Linked DNA regions of Mus musculus: all the other regions are linked to region 2. A link is a contact called in public HiChIP or PLAC-seq and promoter capture Hi-C data. All regions are on one chromosome and are shown on one strand. The core of a region is the stretch at or near the end of the contact, and the rest is flanking DNA. Distances in the headings are between cores, read along the strand shown.

The links. Promoter capture Hi-C pulls out the DNA fragments that hold promoters and counts their contacts. HiChIP or PLAC-seq counts read pairs in DNA pulled down with a chosen protein or histone mark. Capture Hi-C pulls out chosen DNA fragments and counts their contacts.
Region 1: a contact with region 2 is called in a promoter capture Hi-C map of embryonic stem cells, with 2.6 times the contacts expected there. The contact joins the promoter of Sptan1 here to the promoter of Dolpp1 in region 2. A contact is called at or near these places in 5 of 39 promoter capture datasets (the C10 cell line, cranial neural crest, embryonic stem cells and 1 more) and 1 of 9 other capture datasets (liver).
Region 3: a contact with region 2 is called in a FOXA1 HiChIP or PLAC-seq map of pancreatic cancer cells. The contact joins the promoter of Prrx2 here to the promoter of Dolpp1 in region 2. A contact is called at or near these places in 6 of 39 promoter capture datasets (the C10 cell line, cranial neural crest, frontonasal cranial neural crest and 3 more), 9 of 115 datasets of contacts at active chromatin or transcription factors (embryonic basal ganglia, embryonic forebrain, embryonic hindbrain and 6 more) and 2 of 9 other capture datasets (adipose tissue and liver).
Region 4: an HNF4G HiChIP or PLAC-seq map of pancreatic cancer cells shows a contact between it and region 2. The contact joins the enhancer-like site here to the promoter of Dolpp1 in region 2. A contact is called at or near these places in 4 of 39 promoter capture datasets (the SN4741 cell line, cranial neural crest, embryonic stem cells and 1 more), 6 of 115 datasets of contacts at active chromatin or transcription factors (embryonic basal ganglia, embryonic forebrain, embryonic midbrain and 3 more) and 2 of 9 other capture datasets (adipose tissue and embryonic stem cells).
Region 5: a promoter capture Hi-C map of trophoblast stem cells shows a contact between it and region 2, with 4 times the contacts expected there. The contact joins the enhancer-like site here to the promoter of Dolpp1 in region 2. A contact is called at or near these places in 10 of 39 promoter capture datasets (the C10 cell line, the HPC-7 cell line, HPC-7-derived erythroid cells and 7 more), 6 of 115 datasets of contacts at active chromatin or transcription factors (astrocytes, bone marrow-derived macrophages, embryonic basal ganglia and 2 more) and 3 of 9 other capture datasets (adipose tissue, liver and pancreatic islet).
Region 6: a contact with region 2 is called in a promoter capture Hi-C map of liver. The contact joins the promoter of Asb6 here to the promoter of Dolpp1 in region 2. A contact is called at or near these places in 10 of 39 promoter capture datasets (the C10 cell line, the HPC-7 cell line, the SN4741 cell line and 7 more), 1 of 15 datasets of contacts at CTCF or cohesin (large pre-B cells), 3 of 484 Hi-C or Micro-C datasets (B cells, CD4 T cells and bone marrow-derived macrophages), 21 of 115 datasets of contacts at active chromatin or transcription factors (bone marrow-derived macrophages, double positive thymocytes, effector CD8 T cells and 14 more) and 4 of 9 other capture datasets (adipose tissue, embryonic stem cells, liver and 1 more).
Region 7: a contact with region 2 is called in an HNF4G HiChIP or PLAC-seq map of pancreatic cancer cells. The contact joins the promoter of Ptges here to the promoter of Dolpp1 in region 2. A contact is called at or near these places in 4 of 39 promoter capture datasets (the C10 cell line, cranial neural crest, hippocampal neurons and 1 more), 5 of 115 datasets of contacts at active chromatin or transcription factors (embryonic basal ganglia, embryonic midbrain, embryonic stem cells and 2 more) and 2 of 9 other capture datasets (adipose tissue and embryonic stem cells).

The regions. Positions count from the first base shown.
Region 1 is chr2:29,963,638-29,967,276 of GRCm38.p6, forward strand. It overlaps Sptan1 (spectrin alpha, non-erythrocytic 1), which reads left to right and starts at 1,923. Exons shown (of 57, transcript NM_001177667.1): 1 at 1,923-2,148.
Region 2 is chr2:30,390,555-30,394,052 of GRCm38.p6, forward strand. Dolpp1 (dolichyl pyrophosphate phosphatase 1) reads left to right here and starts at 1,700. Exons shown (of 8, transcript NM_020329.4): 1 at 1,700-1,958. The coding sequence starts at 1,883.
Region 3 is chr2:30,843,981-30,847,528 of GRCm38.p6, forward strand. It overlaps Prrx2 (paired related homeobox 2), which reads left to right and starts at 1,387. Exons shown (of 4, transcript NM_009116.2): 1 at 1,387-1,701. The coding sequence starts at 1,455.
Region 4 is chr2:30,863,679-30,867,104 of GRCm38.p6, forward strand. All of the region lies in intron 1 of Prrx2 (paired related homeobox 2), which reads left to right. Among named protein-coding and RNA genes, the nearest start is that of Prrx2, 20 kb to the left of the region's middle. Within about 2 kb of position 1,588, at least 100 of the 459 cell types and tissues checked have an H3K27ac peak or open chromatin away from gene starts, as enhancers often do. A contact at or near this core is called in the SN4741 cell line, embryonic stem cells and pancreatic cancer cells, where this site is marked.
Region 5 is chr2:30,777,616-30,781,014 of GRCm38.p6, forward strand. The region is part of intron 3 of Gm39783 (a long non-coding RNA gene); the gene reads left to right. Among named protein-coding and RNA genes, the nearest start is that of Gm39783, 7.8 kb to the left of the region's middle. Within about 2 kb of position 1,871, at least 26 of the 459 cell types and tissues checked have an H3K27ac peak or open chromatin away from gene starts, as enhancers often do. A contact at or near this core is called in trophoblast stem cells, where this site is marked.
Region 6 is chr2:30,826,815-30,830,591 of GRCm38.p6, forward strand. It overlaps Asb6 (ankyrin repeat and SOCS box-containing 6), which reads right to left and starts at 1,486. Exons shown (of 6, transcript NM_133346.2): 1 at 1,260-1,486; 2 at 109-284. The coding sequence starts at 1,372.
Region 7 is chr2:30,901,300-30,905,089 of GRCm38.p6, forward strand. It overlaps Ptges (prostaglandin E synthase), which reads right to left and starts at 1,998. Exons shown (of 3, transcript NM_022415.3): 1 at 1,791-1,998. The coding sequence starts at 1,919. Gm52550 (a long non-coding RNA gene) reads left to right here and starts at 1,956. Exons shown (of 3, transcript XR_003954020.1): 1 at 1,956-2,020; 2 at 2,236-2,351; 3 at 2,729-3,175.

The DNA of each region.
Region 1 (3,639 bases), core at 673-3,172, 430 kb before region 2:
CAGATGAGAACAGGGTGGGTGCCTGTGGGTGCCGTTATCCTGACCATTCTTCCGATCAGAAAATGGACCAACCAGCAGGATTTTAGTTTCCCAGTCAGAAGAGAGCTCCCTTTAGGTCTTGGATTTGTTTGGCATTTGGGAGAAACAGTAGAACCCCTATTTTCAGTATGGAGCCCAGCCCAGAGAGCCCTTGCCACCGAAGTATCAGGTCTTAGACATTGTGGAGAGTTAAGTTATACTAGCCATTTTGTACCCAGTGCTGAACATCTGAGTTTTAAATTTGCTGCAGCTGACTGAAGAGGTGGTTACTATGGTCACCATCAGCTGTTTTCAGAAATGCACAGCATTTCTGCATGCCTTTCATCCCACCACTCAGGAGAAAGAGGCAGGGGGATCTCTGTGTTTGAGGCCTGCCTGGTCTACAGAGCAAGTTTCACGACAGCCAAAACTACAAAGGGAAATCCTGTCTGGAAAAACAAAAAAGAAAAGGAAAAAAAGCCCAGTCCAGGAAGTAGCTCCTCAACCAGTTTTCTCTGTAAAGAAGATGGCATTAAATGCTGTCCTCCAAGCACCTGCCTTTTGGATCTCAGGAGTCTGTGAAGCTGCCGCTGAGCTGTGGCCACTCCCTTTTTATTTTATTTTTTTTATTTTTTAAATCTCTCCTCTCCAAGGAAAATGACTAGGAATGTTCTTTCACCATCATGCCTACAGTCAGAGTAGCTTAGAAGTCACCTTGCAGATCCTAGGCTCAGCAGAAACCAAAGTGCAGAGGACCAGGAAGCTTGGGACTGGGCCTCATCCCAGTTCTGGAGCAATGCCCAGTTCTTTATAATTATTTAAATAGGAGGGTGGCTTGGTAACCAGGAGGCTGATGCCTGGCAGAGCTGCCTGACTACACAGGAATGAGCTGGGTGCTACTCCAATGGTTGCCACACAGCTGTCACCCAAAATGGAGGAAGGGAAAGAGCTTTTGCAGTAGGGGAGCCTGGCTACAGAGTTTAGTTCAGAGCCAGGCCCTGAAAAGGGTTGTGTATAAGAAAAAAATTACAGAAATTGTGTTTTCCTTTTCTCAGAAGTCTAGCACCCACTTGCTTAACGCTTGTGTTCAAATCTTAGGTTCTCTGATTGCTGCTTCGTGCTTGACCTGGGGAGAGAGCTACCTTCTATGTCATCAGGATGCTAATTTGTAAAATGGGAAAGGCAACATCTACCTTGTAAAATAAGAGCAGAGATTAAAAGCCCAAAGCACGTGCGGTGTCAGCTAAACAGCAAAGTTCAATTAATACTGGGGAAAGAAATAGTAATGTCGTTTATCAACTGGGACGAATACACTCTGTCTACTGGCAACAGGAAGATTGCTGAAGAATTCTCCATATCCTGAAATAAAGTCTTACGCCACAAATCAGTCTTTTTTTTTTTTTTTTTTTTCCCTAACCGGGATTTTTTTCCCTACCACCTCCTCAAACACGGATCCTTATATCATCTTTTTTTTTTTTTTTTGGCCCCATCCCCCACCAGAACAGGCAGACTTGGGTCTTCCAGAGCCAAGCCTCCCCCAGAAAAAGTGCAAAGAGGGAGCCAACATTCCAGTGAGATCATCCGAAAGGGACAGGGCGTCTTTCCGGCCAGGGCAGCAACATCCCCAGCCTGACTGCGGCGGCGGGCCCCGCCCTGCCCTTCGCCGCAGTCTCGGAAGGGCTCCCAGGGCGGAGGGGTGCGGCACAGATTCTCTGCAGGGCGGACTGGGCGGGGCAGGATTGCTCGGGTCCCACGCCGCGGCGGGCGGCTGCGGCGGCTGCTCCGCTCTGTGCCGCGCCCCGCACCCCTCGCAAGCGCGTTCCCGTCCTTTACCCCAACCCCCACCACCCCGCCCCGCAGCTTCGGCTCCTTCCGGACGCGCTCGGTCCTCTCCGTACTGCAGTGGAGCAGCGAGTCCCGCCTCTCGCGTCGCCAACCGGGGCACTTCCCTCACGCTCGCGCTCGGCCGCCGCGGGGGCGCGCGCGGCCGCTTATAAAAGCCACAGTGCGCGCGCGCCGCCGTCACTATCCGCTGCGGAGCGAACGGCGTGAGGCAGGGGCCGCGGCGGCGCATCTTTTTCCTCAGCAGCCCTCAGCGCGGCGACCCACGCCCCTCACCCCCAGGAGCCGGTAAGAAAGGGCGGTGGGCGGGAAGGGAAAGGCCGCGGGAGGCCGAGCACCGGAGCGATGTGGACAGATGAGCTGCGGAGCCTCGCGGGCGGCTCCGTGGGCCCCCGCCGCCGCCTTTTGTGGCGCGTGGGCTGCGGGGCGCGGCAGAGCCGGGCGGCGACCTGGAGTGTCACGGTCCGCCGAAGGTACGCGAAGGCCCCTTCCTGCGCCCGCGGCCCCACCCGTCGCGGCAGGTGGCGGGGGGTGGTCCTCGGCAGCACCCACCCGCGAGCGCCCCCGCACCGCCCGTCGCCCGCAACTGCGGCGCTCGCACCTCTCGGAGCCTCCTGTCTGCAGTGAAGGGCTCGCTGACCTTAATTTCATCCTGTGTGGCGGTCCCGGGCCCTCCGGCCGCAGAAAGGCCTCCTTTTTCTTTCCTGGTAATAAATGTCTTTTCTCTCCAGTGCCGACCTGCTCCAGTATAATAGTTAGATGCGGTGCCGCTTGGTTGGAGGAGATCCAAATCCAATAAATAACTTAATAGCTTACAGCTCTTTTCTTTCTATATAAGACATTAAGTCGAAGGCTTCTGGGTTTTTTGTTTTTTGGGGGTTTTTTTTTGGTCAAATTCTACTGCTGTGCCAGTGTGAAGTGATAGAACAGTCTTTTGTCTGAAGCTATCCCTGCAAATTTGATGAAATGCTTCTCCAGGAAAAATTTGATTTTAAAATCCTCTCAGGTACTAGAATTACACACACACATATGCACACACGCGCGCGCACACACACAAACACACACACACACACACACATCAAGAGGGCTTCTATGTAAGTAAGGGTCGGTGTGTTTTAAATGAATGTCCCAGAAAGGGTGAAATCATTTCGAACTGCTACACTTCATAGGGCTTTGTTGACTTTCATCTCTCTGTTTCTGTCTCTGTCCCTCTCTCTACAGGCTCTTACAGTGTAACTCCAGCTGGCCTGGAATTTGCTGAATAGCTCAGGCCGGCCTCAAACTCAGGATTTTCCTGCCTCAGCCTCTCAGATAATCAGGTTTTTCTATATAGAGACCCAAAACATTTTAAGTCGTTTGTTCTTTACCCTTGGTATTTTCAAAAAGCTAATTATTATGACTGTCAAGGAATACAAGAGAAACCAACCATATGAAGTATTTTAATAATGTGTTCAGAAATTGCGTTGTCATAGCAATTGGACTTAAGTAAAACAGAATGTATCAAAGATGGCAGGGTGGGGGTGTCTTGTAGCCAGGAAACAAGAGCTTAAGAATAGCACTAGCAACAGTGAGTTGCATGAAGCCATTGAGCCAAGGTTCCCACTCATACTAAATGTCTTAGATTTTAAAGGTCAAATTGAAGTCAAAGTTGGAAAAAAAAAATGTGCTGCAGTAGATCCCCTGCAGGAAATTAACAATAAGCCTTTTTTAGTAACTGGGTCATTAATTCCTCAAAGGGACCCTCAAAGTGTGTTGACTGTTATCCAGGGACCTAGATAA
Region 2 (3,498 bases), core at 450-2,949:
TTTACACACTGAGACCCTGCCTCGGGGGGAAAAAGATTCCTTCATTATTTACTTACCCTCAGAGCTTTCTGTACCCTCAGCACCAGCTATTCCCTCAGAGACTCAGTGGCTCAGCCCCACCCACCTCCCCCACAAGAAGTCCAGCTTTTCTTCCTGCTGGAGACTCGCCCCAATAACTCCCACACATTTTCAGTTCTTCATCTTGTCACTTCCTTAGGGATGCTCTCTCTGTGTTTCTGGGACTCTGAAGAAGGGCAAGGCAGCCTGACCTTCCATGGGTGCCCTCTCTCTCAGAGAACTATTCTAGGAAGCTCATGACCACGTCTCACACCTCTTTCTTTCAAAGGCTAATAATGACTTTGCCTGAGAGAGAGAGCTAAGGGCAGGTGACTAGGAGGTGGGCCCAGCTGGATAAGTTCAGGCTGGGTAGGGAGACGGAAGACAAGCTGAACACCACTGGGGGATTCTGAGTCCCCAGCCTACTTAGAGTAACCTACAATTCTGGCTTCCACGGGCTGCCAGACTAAGCCACTGTAGCTAGTGACCTCAGAACATAGAATATGGAGGGCCAAGGCTCCAACCTAGACCTACTGGGTACCCCCAGGTCTAAGGCAGACCCGGAACCTGCTTTTATTTTTATTTTTTTACTGTACATGCTCTGGGCCTTAGTCAGAGGTCAGAGAACCGTTGCATACTGGCAGAGGCAGACAAGGAAATAATTACAGTCAAGTGTAGCCAGAGATGAGGTAGGCAAAGGAGGTGCAATTGTGGGAGACCACTGGAACTCCCCCACCCCCTTTCTGAGGTAGCCCAGACTGGCTTCCAACTCACAGAGATCCCCCTGCTTCTGTGGAGGCCCTTCTCTTAATTTTCAGAACCTGAAGCTATGAACTGACAAGTCAGCCTGGGCCAGGCAAATGGGGCAGGAGTGTGTGTGCCCATTCCTTGCAGAGAAATTTGAGGAATTGGAATCTGGCCTAGACAGTAAGTAGGTCTGTCTGGAGAGAGTTGGTTCAGAAAGGGGACGTGGGTGGGAGGTGTGGCTGTTTCTTCAAGAATGTTTCTTCAAGAATGGGGAAACAGAGAAGGGTAGATGGAACATCTGGATTATACTGAAAATGGTCCCAAGTGGCCTCACTACGCTACGGCGTAATTGAAACGTATAGCATCCCATCTAAGATATCTACAATATGTGCTACATCCCAGAAGTGAGGACCAATAATTTTTTTTTAACAGAAAAGTTCCTTTGCGGAACTGCACCTCTTGTCTGTCAGTAAAGGGCAATAAAAAACTGCACTAGGTCTTTGACTTCAGTTTACATTTATGGACAGGAAGCCAGAACCTGGAGGACGAGGCAGAATGATGCTGGGGCAAGCCTAGCCTTCATAGTGAGGAACACATTTTTGTTTTCCAAATGGGTCGGTTGAGACCCGGTGGTGCTGAGGCTGCTCCTCCACTGCGCTCTGGGTTCTCAGGAGCTTTAACTCTGGGCGCAGGTGCCAGCCTAACCAAAGCTCCCACCAAAGTACAACACGCCCCCCGAGATAGCGCCTGATTGGCTCGCCCTTCCCACACGCCGAGCTAAGCTTACCTTTTGATTGGCTGTTCTGCGCTCTGTCCTGCGCTGCGAGTGCTCCATTCTCTTGATTGGTTAGTCAACTACCTGAACTCGCACGGGATTGGACACTGGCAAAGCTGCGCGAGTCCCCGCTCTCTGATTCGCCGCACGGGCCAGCCTCACGACCTGCACACTGAATGGCTGCGCCACTACCTGCAATCGGCCTCGGATTGGGTGCGTGGCGTCTCCCCGGCGTGATAGGTCAGGACCACCGCCCCCCTTGCTCCCCATTGGCTGCTCTGCGAAGCCCGGTCTCCGGGTAAGATGGCAGCGGACGGACAGTGCTCGCTCCCCGCTTCATGGCGGCCAGTGACCCTCACCCACGTCGAATACCCTGCAGGTAAGAGCCTGCCCCGGCTCCGAGGACGTTCTCCTCGAGCTGCCGCCACAGCCCCGGGCGTTCCGGGCCGCGCGGACCGCCTTCGGGGCGCCTTGGAACCGCGGTGGGAACTGTCAAACAGCGAGCCTTGGAGGGGCTCGGCCGGCGCGCGCGCCGCGCAGGCGCAGTGAGGCGGCGATGAGCAGGGAGAAATTGCGAGCGGCTCGCTCGTGTGCTCTGCGGCTGCGCGGCCGAGTCGCTCTCCGGGGTCCCGGGGTGCTGGTGGGCTGTCCTGGGCCGGGGGAGGGTCTGGATAGGGCGGGCGAGGATCTGGGCCTGGACTTTGTCCCTTGTGCCCCGCCCTCCCCCGAGCCAGAGAGGCCGCACTCCTGCTCGGCTGTGCAGGGAGTGACAGTTTCCTTCACTACGCTGCGGGCTGCTCACTGGAGAAAGCTCCCAGTTGCAGGGAGTGTGCAAACCCAGGCCAGGTTTGGGAGAATTTGCGGCGCCACGCCCTGAGCAGCGCGGCAGAGGCCAGCCGCCAAGGGGGCATGCAGCCCCTGGGAGCCTGACTTGTAAGAGCTTCCATCTGACACGCCTCTGGGAGTGCCCGCCTCTCTGGTGGGAAGGTCCATTAGCCATGGTTCTGAAGTTCCGGCTCGGCTCCATAGAGTGGAGCGGAGCGGAGCTTAGGCCTTGGGGTGAGACGTTTCCGGGCTCCAGGGTAGGCACCACCCCTCCAGTCACTTCATCTTAAGTGGCTCCAAGTACAGTGTCTCCTTTCTGTAATGGTGTGTGACTCAAATGACCACAGGCCTAAGAGGTGCTGGGCACAGAGCCTGGCCCACAGTGGACACCCAGTAAATACCTGTAGTTTATCTCTCTAGCTTGCCAGCACCCTCCCTGGATAAATGTTTGTTGCTGAGCAGCCGGGGCCCCCTTGCTGGCCTCTGGTTGTCCAGGAAGGGCCTGTCCTCTTGGGTAGAGGGCCTGAGAACTTGGGTCTGCTGAGAACACAGGGCCACAGGCCAGGAGAACTTTGCCTCTGGGTGTTCTGGGTTATACTTAAGGTGTGGCAGTCCAGGGATGGGCCCTATCAAAGTGCCTGTTCATTACCCAACCACCCATCCATCCATTCATTCTGCATTCCCTTAGCATAGCATCTCCCGGGTGCAAGGCCCTGGGCCAGCTCGGGGTTTGGAATGATGAAGTCCCTGCACTCTTGTTCTATGGAAAGTCTCTGCCCCTGAGGAGGGAAAACAGGCCTGGTGAAGGGGAGAGACCTGACTGGGGTCTCCACAGCTTCCCGACTCTCCGTCCTTGGCGTCAGAGTAGCTTCTTGGAGGGCTCATGGCCTTTCAGGTGAGAAGAGCCTGCAGCTGTGAACACCATAACACATACAAGGCTGTGTGTGCTGTGGGGGCTGGTTGAGCCCGAGGATATCTGGCAAGGTACCCCTGCACTTGATGTCGCTCACTACACTGAACATGCTTCCTTCATGCCTGAGTCCTGTGGCGTGTCCTACATTGCTACACTCAAGACAGTAGGTTATGGAGACCTT
Region 3 (3,548 bases), core at 137-2,636, 450 kb after region 2:
CAGGTGCCACTGCGATTGGCCTTTACTTGTGACATTGTGTTCACACAGCAAGCATTTCTCCCTTGCCCTCATCTCCACTTCTTTACTCCTCTCAATAATTTATTCGGCAATCAAGGAAACTAGGGTCTCAGATACTTGCTCAAGGTCCAAGCACAGTCTTGATATTAACACAGGAGGCTGGAGCCCGAGCATTGATGTAGGACATCTCTGCTCATCGTGCTCTGAATGGTGACTACATGAGATGAAGGATACCACTGTGGCCACAGCGCTCCCCAGACCCTAATGCAACGTATATAGGCTCTGGACCTCACTTTGCGCAGTAAACAAGAGCTTGGACAGGCCAACTTCAGTCGTTCTCTGAGCACTAAAATGAGCTTTAGCTTTTCCTGGTCTGTCCTGCAAGGGAACAGGAGCTAGATCGTTTCTCAGACCCTTTGCAATATCCCTGTGTCCTTGGCAGAGACTCAGGGTACCCCGGGGTGGGTCAGAGTCTCCAGGGTGGGTCTCGAGACGGTTTCCTGCTGCCCGCCTCTGACACCCTGAAGACCTCCTTGTGTTCTCTTTGGTGCTATGACTTCATGTCTTTCTGGCAGTAGCAAGGGGAGTGAAAATAGTTTTGGGGTAAGACTTGGGGTATTTGGAGCCCTGAAGAGTCTCCGTTCTTCTCACCCGCTGGTTCTCTGGTCTTTCTTGAAAAAGTTACATAAAAGATAGACCTGGTTTGTCTTTCCCTCCGCTGTCATTCATCTATGATCCTTGCTGAGTCTCTTCCTTGTGCACCCCAGAAGCTCGCCCCTTCCTACTTGGTTGGTCCTTAGGAGAACCTATTCTGGGGACAGGCGCATAAGTGTCACCCACTGCAACATGAGAGAAAAGGCCCAGCCTCCATGCCCGAACCTTCCTTTCGGCATGGAGGGAGCGGGGTGGTCCTCGAAAACTTCTCCTTCTTTCCATCAGTGTGGGAACAATGAGGGACAATCTGGGAAGCGTTCAAGGCCGCTCCTGGCTCCGTAGCAAATTCGAGGCTAATCTGCAATATATGAGACCCTGTCTAAGAAGGAGTGGACTGGAGGGGACAGGATCTGTCAACTTTCTTGGGGTGCCCCACCCCCAATATGCAACAAACAGAGGCGGATTCCCCACCCATCACCTCCAGAGACTCTGGTTGAGATATTTAAAGACCCCTCCCCACGGGATTTGGGCACCCCCTAAACTGCTTCTGGGAGTCCGAGGACCCCGGCCTGGCCCCGCCTCCCGCCGGACGGCGCAGGACGCGGGGAGGGGAGCCAGGGGCGAGGTCCGCCCCGACAAGGGGCGTGTGGCCCGGGCCGCTGGCTAGTGAGCGGTCCGCCCGTAGGGGAGGGCAGAAAGTTCGGGTCCCCGACCGACTGACTTGAGATCCGGCACAGTGAGCAGCGGGAGGCGGCGGCGGCCGGCAGAGGCGCGGCCAGGGCATGGACAGCGCGGCCGCCGCCTTCGCCCTAGACCCGCCAGCGCCCGGCCCGGGGCCCCCGCCCGCACCCGGCGATTGCGCCCAGGCGCGCAAGAACTTCTCGGTGAGCCACCTCCTGGACCTGGAGGAGGTGGCGGCTGCTGGGCGCAGGGCTGCGGGGCCCGTTTCGGGGCCCGCCGAGGCGCGGGAGGGAGCGGCGCGCGAACCGTCCGGGGGCAGCAGCGGCAGCGAGGCGGCGCCGCAGGACGGTGAGTGTGCGGCGTGGGAACCGGGCAGGGGCGGCGGGACTCGGACTACAGCACTCCGGGTCCAGGGATCCCTTCCTTAAGTAACTCGGGCTGAGGAGTTCACTGGCTGCAGGATCCACTAGCTCTGGAACTTTTAGTTGGTGGAGTCTTTGGCTTGTGCGACTGTGACTGTGGGATCGGCGGATAATGGGACAACACACACACACACACACACAGAGAGAGAGAGAGAGAGAGAGAGAGAGAGAGAGCTAGCTCCAAGATCCCAGCTACAGAGACCATGGACTGCAGGACTAGTGGACTGTTGAACCCTGGCTGTGGGATCCCTGGGCTGTGGGGACACAGGGTTTGCGAGACTGTGGCTGTGGACCAGAGCAGCTAAAGGAACCCCCTAGCTGCAGGATCTCAGCTGTGGGCACTGGAGGACTGGATTGTTCACAGTGGGAGCCACAATCACAGAAACCACAGTCCAGTGGTGTGGTGAGAGGTGACCTGCTGTTGTTTCAAAAGTCCCTCCTTCAGGGGAGACCCTCTTTGAACCAGATCCACTTACAATCTTGAGGATGTGTGACTTGGGGAAAGCTGGCTTCCCTTGCACTCCATACCAGCCTACCCTCAGAAGCTGGTGCCTTTGCTGCTGGGGGAAACTGAGGCTGTGGAGAGGCCGAGCCACTAAGCCAAACTTAGTCTAGGACCTTCAAACTAAGACAAGTCTTCAGAGGGTTTGTGGGGTGGAGATATCTGCACAACCACGCCCACCAGTTTGGGGTGGAGGATCTCTCAGGACAGCTAGCTAGGCCTATTTCCCCAGCAGAGGTTAAAGGTCATCTGGAAGGGGCTTTAAAAACAACCAGTCCACCCAATACCACCACGCGCGCGCGCGCACACACACACACACACACACACACACACACACACACACACAAAGTCACACAGGATTATAAAGTCCTCAGCTCAGCTTTTCAAAGAAGAGGGAGTTTGTGTGGGGAGCTGACAGAACAGGGGTTGGTATCCGCCCCCCACACCTTCCCACCCACCCTAAGGACTCCACTTCCTGTGGAAGATCATGGTTAGAGGGATGCTCAAGCAAGCTGGGAGCCTCTGCTCTCAGGTGCCAGTGATGACAGTGACACTGTCTCAAAGCCAGGCTGTGAGCACATGTGTCCTGAAACATCCACGGAGCACCTTCTGATAACCCCCTGCTGCTGCCAGGCAGGCATGTCACTCAGCCCCGAGAGGCCCCTGCCTTCTGTGCTGGTGTCCACTTCCCACCATTTGTAGGGGCCTGGCTGCTCTCTTCCCTCGGGTGTTGGGTGATGGATGATGACTGAGCTGACAGCCCTGGGAGTCAGCTTTTAGATCCTTGATGGAAAAGGAGAGGGAAGGGGGCCGGATCCGGCCAGAGGTAGAGTGAGGTGCCATAGAGCTCCGAGTTCTCTGATTTCACCTTGATGACTGAGGGGTGTGGGGCAGAACAGAGGGGAAAAATTAAGGTGATGGGAGAGGAGGAAGGGGTAGAGCGAGGGAGCCGAGAGGTCGCTGCATTGATGGTGAGGGGGCAGAGGCATCGCCATGGAAGGGAGCAGACAGGACAAAGTCTGACTTCTTTGTCATGTAGCTGGTCCCCAAATGGAAGTCCTCCCCCCACTGTAATCCCAGACTGCAAATGTCAGCGGAGGAGCTAGTGTGCAGATGATGCCATTGGCAGCCACTAGAAAGCTGGGTGGGTACTGGTGCCCCCTGGAGCCCCAGGATCTGGCCACAGTTCCCGAAAGCCCACGAGAACTGCCAGGCCTTCTTGCACACTAGGGTGTTTGAGGACAGAGTGTCCTTTAGATGTAGATATAGAG
Region 4 (3,426 bases), core at 338-2,837, 470 kb after region 2:
CCCAAGGTCACTCTGTAAGTCTCAAGGGCGCTCTCAGCCTTTCAGTTCAGAAAGGACATCCGCGATCTGCACACCCTTAAGAGCTTCCCGTCTGAGAGGCATGTTGTGGAAGTTAGCCAAGGTGACAAGGGTCAGTGGTCAGAATCTGCCACAGGCCCTCTACCGTACAGAGCGGTAAAGTATTTGCCGCACAAACTTGGCCACTTGAGTTCGGTCACCAGAAACCACATAAAGTGGCCTTTCTGGAGAGCCAGGATGAGGAGGTGACAGATAAGTTGATGAATGGTCCCTGATGGCCAGCTGCCCCAGCCCCAGCCTGTCTCTGTCTCTTTGTCTCTGTCTCTCTGTCTCTTAGTCTCTGTCTCTTTGTCTCTGTCTCTCTTTCACATACAGACACACACACACCCTCCATGCCCCCTCCCACTTCCACTTCTTAGAATAGTGGTCAAGAGAACGTGACTCCTGACCCGCCCATCCCCTGCAGGTGGATTAACTGAGAGTAAAACTGTCTGTACGGGTCTCAGGGCAGGGCATTAACCTCCCATGGGAGAGCACCTTCCCTCCTCACAAGTCTGCAAATTGGTTTTGTTCTACAATCCAGACTTTCTCATTCCTGGGTGAGCAAGTCTCCCAAGTGGGTTTGGGGGTGAATGAATGGGGCCGGGTTCTTCTGTTCTGCCAGTGTGCAGCTCAGAAAAAGGTGAGTGCTGGCTTTGATGTGGCCCCACCTCCTTAGAAAGCCCCTCTGTAGAAAAACTGCAGGAGCCAGAGACAAGAAGCCCTCGCAGTGTGCAAGCACATATGTGTCGTTGTGAGCAGCCAGAGGTGCCAGGACTGCCACTCAGTAGCCCGTTGTAGCTAACTGCAATCTATCACCAGATACTGGAGTGTGACAGACTGCCCCTAAAGATCATAGTCTCGTCTACAGACCAACTAGGCTCTTCCTTTGATGCCCAGAAAGGCCTTTGTAGGGCAGGGCAGCTCTCAGGCACACCAAAGAACCTGGTTGTTCTCTGGAGCTCTGCTGGCGAATGGATGGAGTTTGGTCACCCACGATCCTGGAGCATCCCACAAAACCTCACATCCTCTAGGCGCAAGGTCTAAGGGTCCCGGAGAAGGAGGGGCTGCATGACTGCTACTTTGGGGTGACAGGGTGTCTTACAGCCGAGGATGGGGTCTAGCCCAGTGCCTTCTCTGCTGTGCCATTTCTCCATAGGACCTCCCAGCCTCAGTTTCCCTTCCTGGGCCGTGGTGGGGGATGGGGATGGTGACGGTAGTACCCGGGATGCGACAGGGCAGGGCGCGCCAGGCTGTTAACGGTGTCTGGGCCGCGGGGCTGCGGCGAGGCCGGCGCCAGGGCCGCGCCTGGAACCAGATGTGGCGGCGCCGCCCTGGCCGCCCCGGCGGCTCGCACGCTCGGCCTGGCGCACACATGGCAGGCGTCTGAGGGCGCGGTCCCCGGGGTCCTGCGACCCCAGGCCGGAGTGACGAGAACAGGACTCGGGACCGGCTGAGAGAAGGGGCATCCCAAAAGCCAGCCCTCAGCCGTTCCTGCTCCTTGCGTGCTGAGGACCCTCCCGCCCCCAGAGTTTGTTTGCTTAAATCCTGCATAAGCTGTTTTAAAGCTGAGTCATCTTAGGGGCTGCCAGTTGGGAAGGGGAGGAGAAAAGGGGGTGCGGCTTTGAAACCCCGATTCTGCCATGGGCTTGTCTGTCATCCACCAGACCAGAACAAGGGATCTCATTGAGGCCTGGCCCAGCGACACACCTGCAGCCCCAACTCTGATGTCCCCATTCCAGCTTTGCGATGGTCTCTGGGCTTCCAAGTGTGACCTACTATGTCCTAGGTTGGTAGAGGAGAGAAGAAAACAATGTGGGTAAAACCCATCTCCGGGGAGGCCAGGCTAGCCCAGGTTGGCTCCTGAAGAGGTGCTTGCCTTGTTCTTAGGGGAGGGAAGTGGGTGTGGTTTGCATCCTTTCTGTTGAGTGGTTGGGAAAGAGTGGTCCAGCTCTGAGGAGACTCCAAGCTCCCTGGTTCTGATGTAGGAGAGAAAGGAGGGCTGCCTATCCCTACCCAACAAGCCAATTGCTTTTTTATTTATTTATTTATTTATTTATTTATTTATTTATTTATTTATTTGTCCACACACCAGAAGAGGGCCATTACAGATGGCTGTGAGCCACCATGTGGTTACTGGGAATTGAACTCAGGACCTCTGGAAGAGCAGTCAGTGCTCTTAACCACTGAGCCATCTCTCCAGACCAAACCAATTGCTTCTTGATGCTGTTGGGTGGAGACACCCCAGGCGTTTGCAGAGGCCAAGTAGCCAGGGCTGGGGACAGTCCAAACTCCAAGAACTCCAGCAACCCCTAAACCTCTTCCAAAACCTTAGAGGACGACTCATAAGCCCACTTCTCAGAGAAACTGAGATCCAAAGAACAGGGGTGGAGGCAGAGAGGGAACAATGGTTTAGAGATAGAATCCAATTTGTGCCTGAAGGCTCTGGGGACTAGGTGCTTAGCATCAAACTTCAGAAAATCAGTGAAGCTGGTGGACTTGCCCTGTGTATGTGCATGTGTGTGTGTGTGTGAGTGTCCATGTGTGCATGTGTGTATGTGCATGTATGTGCATGAGCATGCACATGCATGCATGTGTCTGTGTGCACATGTGTGTTTGTGCATATATGTGTGTGAACATGCACATGTATGCATGTGTGTGTTCCTGCATTTCCACTCCTTTGTGTGTGTGTTCCTGCATTTCTACTCCTTTCGCCATGAAGTATCATAGGAAGGAGGGAGCTGATCTCTGAGATGCTAAGAGATACCTAGGAGCGAGACCTCTGTGTTCCTGGCACCCTTTTCTCTGCAAATTCCAAGTTAGAAACAGCCATTTAGAGAGGGCAGTTAAAGTAACTTGCCTAAGACATGGCAAATGTGGGTGTTTCTGGAATGTCTTTCTTGGGGAGACTTAAGCAACACCCACCCCTTCCTTATAAGATTGTCAAACCAAAGTTCACCGTGGGGAGGCAATGAGTGTATTGGGCTTACTTACAGAGCATGCATGAGAGGCTGCTTATGGGAGTGCCGAGGACCCTAAAGCAGCCACACTGGAAAGTCTTCACGCAGTAATGATGATGACTTCCCAAAGCTTCATAGATAGAGGACACACACACACTTAACCTCCTCCAATCTATGTACTCTCTGACCTTTTGGAGCCCCTGCCCCAGGGCCATGTGCTATTACTGCAAAATTGCATACAAATGTCTGGGACGATAGACTGGACCATTCAGGTGAGGGTCCAGTGACCTTACTCCTCCTGTGAGGCACTGTCAACGGCCAACAAGCCTAGCCTAGTCACTTGTAAGATGGTGGCAATTTAACTTGAAGGAACAGTGGCATTTGAATGGGTTCAACAACACCTTCAGAT
Region 5 (3,399 bases), core at 621-3,120, 390 kb after region 2:
TGCCCCTGCATCAGGGCCAGCATGATCTCTAGTTTATACATGAGGATCCAGGGCACAGAGAGGTAGGAGCTCTGCCTAAGGACACACAGTAGTTAAGTGTAGACTGGATTCCTCCTAGGCCTTAGGACAGGCTCCCCCCCCCCCAACCCCCAGAAGCAAAACTCATGGAAGAGGTATGAGTCTCAAGTGATACAGCCAACACAGGCCCTTCCCTGAGGGCAGGTAGTAGGCTAGCACCATTGAGAAGATAGAACATCAAGATTGGCTTGTGGGGCATTTTCTTAGTGATTGGTGTCATAGGCCCAGCACACTGTGGGTGGTGCGACCCCTGAGCTGTAAGAAACAGACTGAGCAAGAGATGAGGAACAAGCCAGCAGGCAGCACTCCTCCATGGCCTCTGCGTTGGTTTCTGGCTCGAGTTCCTGCCCTGGCTTCCCTCAGGGATGGAGTGTGATTAATAATAGACCTGTCCCTCCCCAGGTGCCTTTTGGTCATGGTGTTTATCATAGGAATCGAAAGCTAACTAGGGTAACCTCAAAGATCTCTGCCCTGGAGAGAGAAGATGCTGAACACAGTACCCGGTGGAGCCAAGAACAAGGCAGAATAGATATGGAGGCCTCACGGGGGTTGGGTGGGGTACAGTAGGTGAGGCTGGCTAACTTTGATGGTCTGGATGTATGAGATGCCAGGCTAAGGCTATGTGACCCCTGGGAGAGAAGCTAGGGATGAGTGACCTTTGAGCAGGCAGGTCTTGGAACGGACAGGGAGCTGGGGCATGCACTTCAGGAAGAGATGGAGAAGGCTCCAACTGTGCTGTGTTAAGCCTTGAGGCCACACTAAGAACTGCCTTTGTATGGGAGGTGCGGCACCTGCCTGAGTATGCAAAGGAAGTAGGTTCACTTCTAGCATCACAAAAAAGCAAAGAGAAACCGGACTGCTTGACTCTGTCCAGCACAGGGTTGTATTCAAAGTCCCTCTCTAGTGACCAGGAGCTGGAAGACCAAGAGAGAAGGCACAGGCAAAGGGAGAAAGTCGGACCCCAGGCCTCAGGGAGGTTAAAACTCAAGAGAGGGGACTGTCCGAGAGCGTGTGGCAGAGACTACAAAGGCACCAGTTCTGAGCTAAGGGACTCAATGACAGAGATGCCTGCTAAGGAAACTGAGGCCCAGAGTGGAGGATTGGAACCCCTGGATACTTACAGCAAGCCTACATTGACCACCTAGTGCCTAGAGACCTAGAGAAGAACACATGGCTCCATCCTAGTCTATATCAGGGACATTCAGGGACATTCTGCAGGGTCCTGAATGTGGGAAGGAGGAAAGAAAAGCTTGTCCACCACCTCCGCTCAGAGTCTTGTCTGAGACAGGGTCTCCCTAGGTAGCTCGCGCTGGCCTGGAACCCGCTCTGTAAACCAAGCCTGTCTCAATTTCACAGAGATGGGAAGCGCTGAGATAAAAGGCAAGCAGAGACTTGAACTCTCTATGCAGCCAAGGATAACCTTGAACTTCAACTCTCCTGCCTCCAATTCCCTAGTGCTGGAATCGCAGGTGCTTGTTACCACGATGGGTTCATGAGATGCCCGAAAAGCTGCTCAGGGCTTTGTGCACTCGACAAACACTCCACCAATGAGCTACAGCCCAGCCACTGTGTCAAGGCTGGAGGAAGCCCGTTCTAACCTACACCGCTGTAGCAAGTCCAGTGTAGCCCAGGATTAAGGTCAGAGAGGTGGAGTGAATGTCTCAAAGCAACACAGTAGGAGGTGTCTCGTGCTCAGCCAGCGGGAGGAGGGCAGCCCTTTCCCTGACCTCTGCCTGGCCTGAGGCAAGACCCAGGCAAAAGTTGGGGGATGGGGATGTTGGACAGAATGGCTGTTCAGCGGTGTGCACTGGTCCCCTGGAGACACTGGGAGATCTCAGCCCCTCCTCCTATTCTGTGGAGAGGCCCAGGCTGTGCAGGTGGGGGTCACAGAGAGGTCATGGAGGCAAGAGCCAGTGTATGCCTAGCCTGCAGGCTTGTGCACAATCTCTCTCTCTCTCTCTCTCTCTCTCTCTCTCTCTCTCTCTCTCTCTCTCTCTCTCTCTCTCCCTCCTGTCCCTCTTATCTCCTGAGGTCACTCTTCTAAGGTCACTCTTTCCCCTCCCCCACAGCCAGGCATTCTTAGGACCTGAGACCTCCCTCGAGACTGGCACACTCAGTCCATTTTCATTCCCCAAGGTTTGGTCTTGGCCAAACATTTACACACTGCACACCTTCCCCTGCACACCTGCCAATGCACACCTACCACTGCACACCTGCCCCCGCACACCTGCCCCCGCACACCTGCCCCTGCACACCTGCCATTGATCAGCCTCTGGCACCCAGACATCTGCATTCACTCAACAGAAGGGTTCTGGCCGGGCAGAGGTGGCGCACACCTTTAATCCCAGCACTTGGGAGGCAGAGGCAGGTGGATTTCTGAGTTCAAGGCCAGCCTGGTCTACAGAGTGAGTTCCAGGACAGCCAGGACTACACAGAAAAACCCTGTCTTGAAAAAACCAAAAACCAAAATAAAAACAAGCAAACAAAAAAAACGAAGTGTTCTGGGTCCCAGCTCTTGGGCTGGCTCCATGCCTTCCAGGTGCCCTCAAGAGACACACATCCCTGAGGGAAGAGGGATGTTTACCAGTGACATATGGATATGGCTTGTAGGGCACAGGAGCACTCGGGAGGAAGGCACCATGGCACTTTGAGGAACAATCACTCCACTGGGAAAGAAGTCAAGGAAGGCTACCTGGGGGAGGCTACAGCTTTCCAACAGCCAAATACAGAGCACAAGGGAGCATTGCAGACAGAGGGAGCAGTGTGTTGGGAGGCAACGGCTCCCCTGAAAATGTGCTGTAGGCAGTGGGTTTAGAGAAGACTGCACCACAGAGGGCAAATTTAGGAGATCAGGCCCAGAGGCCTGCAGGTCTAGACAGAGTTAGGGTGGAGGAGAAGCCCTCTAAGGTCTCGTCCTGAGCACCTCAGGTGTGCGCACAGGCACATTCATGCCCCCCCCCACACACACACAAATAAATTATATATTATTTGTTTATGATAACACACACACAAAACAAATAAATAAATATAAATATGTTTCAGAAAAAGACACAGAGACATTGAGGGCAATTCTCTTTTCCTGTTGGATGTCCACTTTGTCATCTGGCCAGGACCCCACCACTTAGGCCCTGGGTCCACCGAGAGCCCCTCCCCTCGCCGCCTTGCTCTACAGGATGCCCCCTGCTTAATGAGCTATGAGCTATGAGCTATGAAAGCAAATCCTCCTCTTAGATTTTATTTTACTTTTATTATTATCTATTTTATGTTTCGTTTTTTAAGACAGGGTCTCATTATGTATCCTTGGGTGGTCTGCAATTTGTT
Region 6 (3,777 bases), core at 236-2,735, 440 kb after region 2:
ACAGGAAAAGAACAAGGGAAGTCACCCCAAAGACCGGAGGAAAAGCAGTGGCTGGGCCTGGCTGCCTAGTCCTCCTCACCCCACCCCCATCCTCAGGATGCTGCTGACCTTCGAAATTGAGGTTGGCCCCACTCTGCAGAAGGACAGCAGCTGCCCGGGTCAGGCCCAGCTCAGCCATCTTCAGCAACGCATTGCTCACGCCTTCCTGGTAGAATGGAGAGTGAGCCTTCTGCTCCAGCAGCTCCGTGAGGACCAGGATCCGGCTCTCCTCGCTGGAAGCAGAACTGTGCACCAAGAGGCAGAACAGAGAAAGTGGGAACTCACGGGGGCCAGTGGCCCTAGCCTGTGTGCCCTTTCACAAGCATCCACACAAGCTGCGCATGCTCTGTGGGGCACAACTCTTTCTTGGTCAAAAGCATTAAGTGATTTCAAAGCCATCCTTCAGCATGCTGTCAAAGTGCTGGCTCTGCCCCATCTTCTCTCACACCACCTTGAGGGTAGCCCTAAAGCTCTCACCCTTCCTAGACAAAACTACCTACTAAGTGCATCTTGGGCCTGGACGCTGTTCCATATGTTACCCCAGCTCTGACAACGGCCCAAACACCACCTTCAGAGTCACCTGGCCACGACGCGCCTTACTTGCTCTTCGCCCTAATCTCACCCACCAGACCTCTTGCAACAGGTGGGCCCTAAGATCTGACCAACGCCCGGACACAAAACGCTTATCTGGGGCAGCCCTCCTAAATATGCTGGGCTCCGCCAAAGGAGGGCAGTAGCGCCTTGTTGTGCAGCCCTGCGGCCCCGCCTCCGAGTTCTTAAAAACGCCTGGCACTGCATTTACAGAGTAGGCCGCAGAGGAAAGGGCTGATGTGGTTTAGAAAAGACATCCTTGGTGAGACTGCTAGCTCCTCTGCCCCACCCTACTCTGCATCTCAGACCGCGATGCCGGTCTGGGTGCTCGCTTGTCTCTGTAGCACAAGCACTCCGAAGGCGTAGCGCTCCGAGTACCCAAGGAGGTCTGCACAGGGCACACGGACCACACCGGCTTGCTTCCCCAGAGGCTCTCGGAGAGGCCTGCTGTCTGCCGAAAGTCCGGTCGGCCCCAGCCAGGACGTCTCCAGCATCCATGCACAGGCAGCAGAGGCCCGGGTCTTCTGCCCTACAAGACACTCCGAGCCCGCCTCAGGCTGGAGCTCGAGCTCGCGGCCACGCAGCTCCCACTCCCGCTGCGACAACCACAGAGGACCGCAGCGACTTACTCATCCAGGGGCTCCTGCCGCTCCAGATCCTGGATGCCCAGGGCGCCAAGGATGGCGTCCACTAGGGGCTGGTACTCAAAGATGATCCTGCGGAAGCCGTGCAAGAACGGCATGGCGTCGGCCGCGTGTTCCGACACCCACAGGCCACCACCTCCCGATCTACCGGTTCAGACCCCGCGCCGGTGAGCAATCCTCCCAGGCCCCAGTTCCGCACCGGAAGTTATCCTACCACTCCTACTTCCGGTCCGTGCGGGCCTTTGAGGGAGCATGTGAGTCACACTGCCCCCTGCCGCCGGGGAGGACCTCGCGGCGATCATCACTGTCCGGCTCCGCCCCGCACTGAAATTCCCCGCGAGGCCGCTGAAGGGCGTCTGAGCTCCGACGGGGCATGCGGCCCCGCTACTGACTGGCTCCAATCCGAGGTGACACAGGCCCTATTCGGAGCCTGAACACTACTTTCTGCAGCCTACTTGACTTTGGCCACTCTCTAAGGAAAGGCTGCAACCACCTCAGTTTCTCCACTGTGTAGACCAAGTGGCGTAATGAGGATCTTGCACCCCAACTCTTCCCCACAGACGCTGGGGGCAGTTCCTTATTCTCTGTCCCTTGACGCCTAGCCAAACAGGCTGCCCACTTTTCCCACTTTTCACTGGAGGGACTCTGTGAACCTTCATGTCCTGATCTGGAAAATTGGCATAATATCACTTGCCTAGACCCTGAGCAGGAGGAAGCTTTGACATAGCAGAAAGGACTGTACCAGGTAGCGTCCCCCTACGCAAATTTGAGTGGCTGCAACTTTGAGTCCTGCGGCAAGGCCCTGATGACTCTAAAAAGGTCAGTTATGGGGAGGTGTCAATGGTCCTGAGGCTGCACCATCATAGGTGTAGCTCCAATCCCTTATGGGGGCTTGTGTTCTCTCTGCTTGGCACCTGCCATCTGCCATAGAGTTACTGGCTTGGAACAAAATTTCTTCTTTGTTTTAACCAAGAGCCTTCCTGCCTCCACTTCTCAAGTGTTGGGATGCTAGGCTTGGTTCCAGGATAGCCCAGGACACCAAACCCAGTGGCCAAGGATCTTACACAGAATGGGTACACAGCTCCTCTCATGACCTATTTCAGCTCTATGGGACTCTGCACCCAACAGAGTAAACACCAGGTTGGTCATTGTTTATTGGGTTGTTAAGGGAATAATGGGGAAAAAATCTGTACAGGGGCTGGAGAGATGGCTCAGCAATTAGGAATACTGGCTGCTCTTGCAAAGGACCTAGGTTCTGTTCTTAGCCTGCCAGGACTACATAGTGAGGCTCTATCTCCAAGAGGGGGGAGGAGTCGGGTGGAGGGTGGCAGGTTACTGGAGAGATCTTGATCAGCCCAGGTTCAGCTCCCAACACCCTCATAGTGGCTCACAGCCACCCATAACTCTAGGCCAAGGGGATCTGGTGCCCTCTTCTGGACGCTGTGGGCACAGGCACAAAAGTGATGCACATATGGCCATGCAAGCAAAACATCCCTATTCATGGGGAAAAAAAAAAAAAAGTTCCCCTTTGGGCCTGGGAGTTGGCTCACCGAGCAGAATGCCTCGAGTTCCATACCCAGCACCATGAAGACTGGACATCGTGGCTTCCTGCTTTGGGTCTGTGCCTTTGTCCAGGTCACTTCTCCTTTCCTCAGTGGCTCCAGCACTTGGCTTTGGAGGCTGCCCTGATCCAGAATAGCAGTAGTTTAGCCTCCTGACATCTACAAGACCCTTCTTCCAAATAAGGTCACTTTGAAGGTCCCCAGACTAGAGCTTCAGTGGAACTCAGAGGGCAGAATACAAACCCCATGCAACAGGTGAATCTAGGTGTGGTCCTTCTGGCCTTGGCCTCACCATCTTCCCCTAGCCTAGCCTTTAATGGCTGATCCGTCTCTCCAGCCAGTCTTCACCTCTGACTTGATCACTTGCCTGGCTCTCACAGGCCGAGGTCCAATGAAAGGCATCTTGATGTCACCAGTGTCTGAGAGAAGGGACAGGCAGAGTAAGAAGAACTGGGCTGCTGAGCTGGTTCAGGAGGTGGAGGCTTGCCACCAAGCCCTGTGGCCTGAGTTCAGTCTTTAGGACCCTATGGCAGAGGGAGAGAACAGACACCTACAGGTTGTCCTCTGACCTCTACACACATACAGCACGTGTGGATACATGCATACTTAGTGTAAATACACATAGAACACATGAGAATTAACTTGCATTTATTGGAGCCCTCCTCGGGTCCTAGCACTGGGCTAAGCCCTCTTCACACTGATGCTGTGAAGCCGTTAGATTAAGAGGATTGTTCCTTTTCACAAGCAGGAATGTGGCTCAAGGTTTCAGAGCTGGCCCAAGGAAGCACAGCAGGGTAGACTGTCAGCCAGTCTATCCGACCTCGGTACATATAAGCCACCAGGGACTCACACAGTCCCTTTAGCTTCTCTGGCTTTGGATCTTTAGAGGGTCTAGACTTGCAGGAGGGAGGAACTGACCTTTGCCCTTTCATAGCCCTTAG
Region 7 (3,790 bases), core at 748-3,247, 510 kb after region 2:
GCCCTCTAGAGGCAGAGAGGTAGGTGGATCTCAGTGAGTTCGAGGGCAGCCTGGTCTACATAGTAAGACCCTGTCTCAAAAAATTAAAACAAACAGCTAGGTAGAAGCCATTAAGGCCACTCCTTGAGCACCAGGCTCTGATGCTCCCTGCTCTCCAGCAGCCTCCTCTGTAACCTCAGGATGAAATGGAGCAGCGGGGCCTCATTGGGAAAGCTGGGGAGCCCAAGGTCACACTTCTGTCTTTGAGGGCCTCGGCAAAACTCCCCCATCAACTCTGGTGACGTCACAATCAACCTGTCTAAACTGTGAGGGGAGCGAGGCTCAAGCTTCACTTCCGGCTGTCCCTGGAGCTGGTAGATGAGCCCTGCCTGAGAAAAATGTAAAATGACGAAGAAAAAGGCCAGGATCTCCTACCCAGAATTCCTCCCTCCTGGCTCGGAAACCCCAACTCTGAGGGCCCAGCTTTGCCACCAGTGGAGTTCCTGTAATGAGCTATCAGGGAGCCACCTCTAGTGGGTCAAGGGGCACTCAGCATGCACTTCCAGGAAAGACCTGCGGCTGCTCCTGTTCACAGCAGATTCCAGTAGGAACCAGTCTTAAGGACCAGCATGGGTGGTGTGTTCACCATTCAAGTCTCCAGCTTCCTCTCAGAGCCACATCTCCAGGCTGCTGGGGAGAGGATCCTGAGCCGGCTCCCGTCCTCTCAATGCAGAGTGTGATTCCCTGGTCCCACTTGGCAGAAATAGAGGAGCCCAGGGCCCAAAGCAGAGAAGGCTTTCCTCCACCCCTGCATCTCCCATGGGGAGAGGAGCCCTAGAGGAAGTCAGGCTCGGGAGCCAGAGTTAACTTCAAAGGGGATGGAAGGATCCCATAGTAGGCAGACCTCTCCTTAACTCACTGGAAAACCAGGGTAAGCTAACTCCTACTGCCTTCCTGGTGGTGACTTAGTGCTCAACTTTGGGGGCCCTACAGAAGGGACAAGAACAGAATGTAGCTATCTCTCCCTGGCATCTGTGTCCCAGGACAAACCAAAGCAGAAGAATGAGAGACAGTCAGTCAGTCAGGGGTGGCCCTGCCTTCATTCCTGTCAGTACCTGCCCCAGGCAGGGGCTGAACCTGGCAGGAGGGCAAGCGGCCCACCCCGTCCCATCCCCGTACTCCGAGTCCCTCGCCTCTGGGCTGGACAGATGTTGGTTTAGGGGGAAGTGTCTGTAAAGGGCAGATGATTCACTGCTTCTACTTTCTAGGCGCTTCCAATGGACCCCTAGAAGGGGTCTGGGAGCCCTGGCCACTCCCACCAGCTCCACGTAGGTTCTTTTACTTTGGTTTCTTTGCCGGGACTGGGACCAGAGAATGTCTGTGGTCCCTCAAGGCACCCTCTAGGGTGCCACAAGTGTGTGCGGCGTCCATGGGGAGTGGGAATTTCCACGGAAAGACTTCTTAGGCTCCTGCGTTGCGGGTTCCCACTCCACCCAGATATGAGATCTCCCTGCCTGCCGGGAAACTGCCAGGTCCAGACACCTCTCGCTGTCAAGAGTCCCTGTGCTCCACTCGCAAGGGAGCCCCCCAGTACTCTCAAACCAAGAGGGTTCAGGAGCTGAAGGCTAAGCCAGCTCCCAGAAGGGCTGTGGTGGCGGCAGCCTTGAAGCAGCTCCCACCGCACGCCGGCATACACATCTCGGCCACGTTTTTTCAGTCCCTAGACTTTTCTTGCAGGGAAAAGCCAGCAGAGTGCTGATCCCCTTCTCCTCCAGCGCCCCCCCCCCCCCCCACTCCACCAGCGAACGTACCTTCTTCCGCAGCCTCATCTGGCCTGTGATGACAGCCACCGCGTACATCTTGATGACCAGCAGTGTGCTGCAGAGCAGAAAGGCCGGGAGCACCTGGCCGCTCTCCATCACCAGGCCCGGGGAAGGCATCTCGGCTAGCCGGCCTGGACTTCAACTCGGGGACACCGGGACTGAGAGTGAGACTGTCCCACAGGCGGCTTATGGAGAGGAGGAGGCGGGCCAAGTCCTGAGTAGGCGGTCACCCCCGCCCACTCCCCGCCCACCCTGATCACCCGCAGCAGGCCCCCTGCTCAAGTCAAGAAGGAACCCAGAGACTTCTGCTCCAAGTGTCCGGGTGGGGGGTGGGAAGCAGAGGAATGGAGGTGTCCCACGCCATCCTTGGCTCAGGACCATTGTTCTTTTGAAAGCCTCAGACTACATAGAGTGTTTTCTCACTTAACATCAGGTCTCCGACCCCAGTCTGCATATCACTGACCCATGCCCACCTTCCGAAAGAGCGTGAGAACCAGGGCATTTATGCTAATGTGTGGCCGCTGTAATGCTGGACATGCAGCCATGGAGGTGGGTTGTCTCTGCAAGATGGAAGGTGAGGAGACAGATCCTTCTGCCATCCTCTAACAGGACACAGACCCCCAATTACCAATTCGTGTGTGTGTGTGTGTGTGTGTGTGTGTGTGTGTGTGTATTTGCATATGGGTGGGGATATTCACGTGTGTGCACCTTTGCGTGGAAGCCAGTAGCTGCTGTCACATGACTTTCTCAATGTCCATCTTAATTTTTAATTTCTTTTAAAATTATGTTTATTTATTTATTGTGTGCCACAGTACCTGTATGAAAGTCAGAAGATAACTTGCTGATGATGGTTTTGTTCTGCCATGTGAGTCACATTCAGGTCTCACTAGCCTAAGCACCTAACTTTTCTCTTTTCCTTTTTTGAGAGAGAGAGAGAGAACCTCACTATCTACCCCCCATGGCCTGGAACTCAGAGAGCTCCCTGCTTTGGCCCTTCCAGTGCTGCGACGAAGGGCATGCACCAGTACAGCCTGGCCCTGTTACATTTTGAGGTCTGATCTTCCACTGCTCCAGAGCTCATCATTCTGCCAGCCTGACGGGCCAGTGAGCTCCGAGCATCCCCCTGCCTCTGCTGCCAGCAAATTACAAATACACACCTTCCCTGCTCGCTCCCTTCGTCAGTCAGCTAGATCGTAAAGAACAGTAATCAGGCCAAAGGAACATCACCATCAGCCTGCCATGCATGCCTCAAAGCAAGAGATCTAGGGGCAACTAGCCTGAACCCCACTCGGCTGTAAACTTAGCCAGTCCTTAGAGCACCAATGTAGCTCTGGGCTCTGATCCAATTTCCCTAGCTATAAAATGAAACTGACTATCTTGTCTCTCTCTCTCTCTCTCTCTCTCTCTCTCTCTCTCACACACACACACACACACACACACACACCATAGCAGTTGCTGGAACTATAAGGGTCTTGGTTGGAGATATATGTCCGGCCATCCTTGGTTACATAGTGAACGTGAGGCCAGCCTAGGATATATTAAATAAACCCTGTCTCAAAAGTCAGGGCTGATGAGATGGCTCAGTAGGGAAAGGTACACTCCACCAGCTTGAATAGGTGAGATTCTCTCCCAGATCTACATGGTGGGAAGATAGAATCCACCTAAGCAGGCTGTCCTCTGCTGGAGAGTATACTCATGGATAATAAGTGTAAAAAGGATTAAGTTGGAAAAATATTCATGTCTACAAACGAGGATACAGAGCACCCGCTACGCAGTAGCTCTTCCTCGCTGAGGACACCAGAGCCTCCGTTTCCCCCTACTCAGAAGAGGGTTCCTGTCTAGCTGGATTGACAGGAGGGAATCCTTGCTGCTGGGGCTGTGGGTGGCTTCTCCCTGATTTACAATCTGAACTAAAGATATGCTTGACAAGGTGTTTGTGTTTCCTAAGCGCAGGGTCACCACACAAGGCTTAGCAGTACTAGATAAGA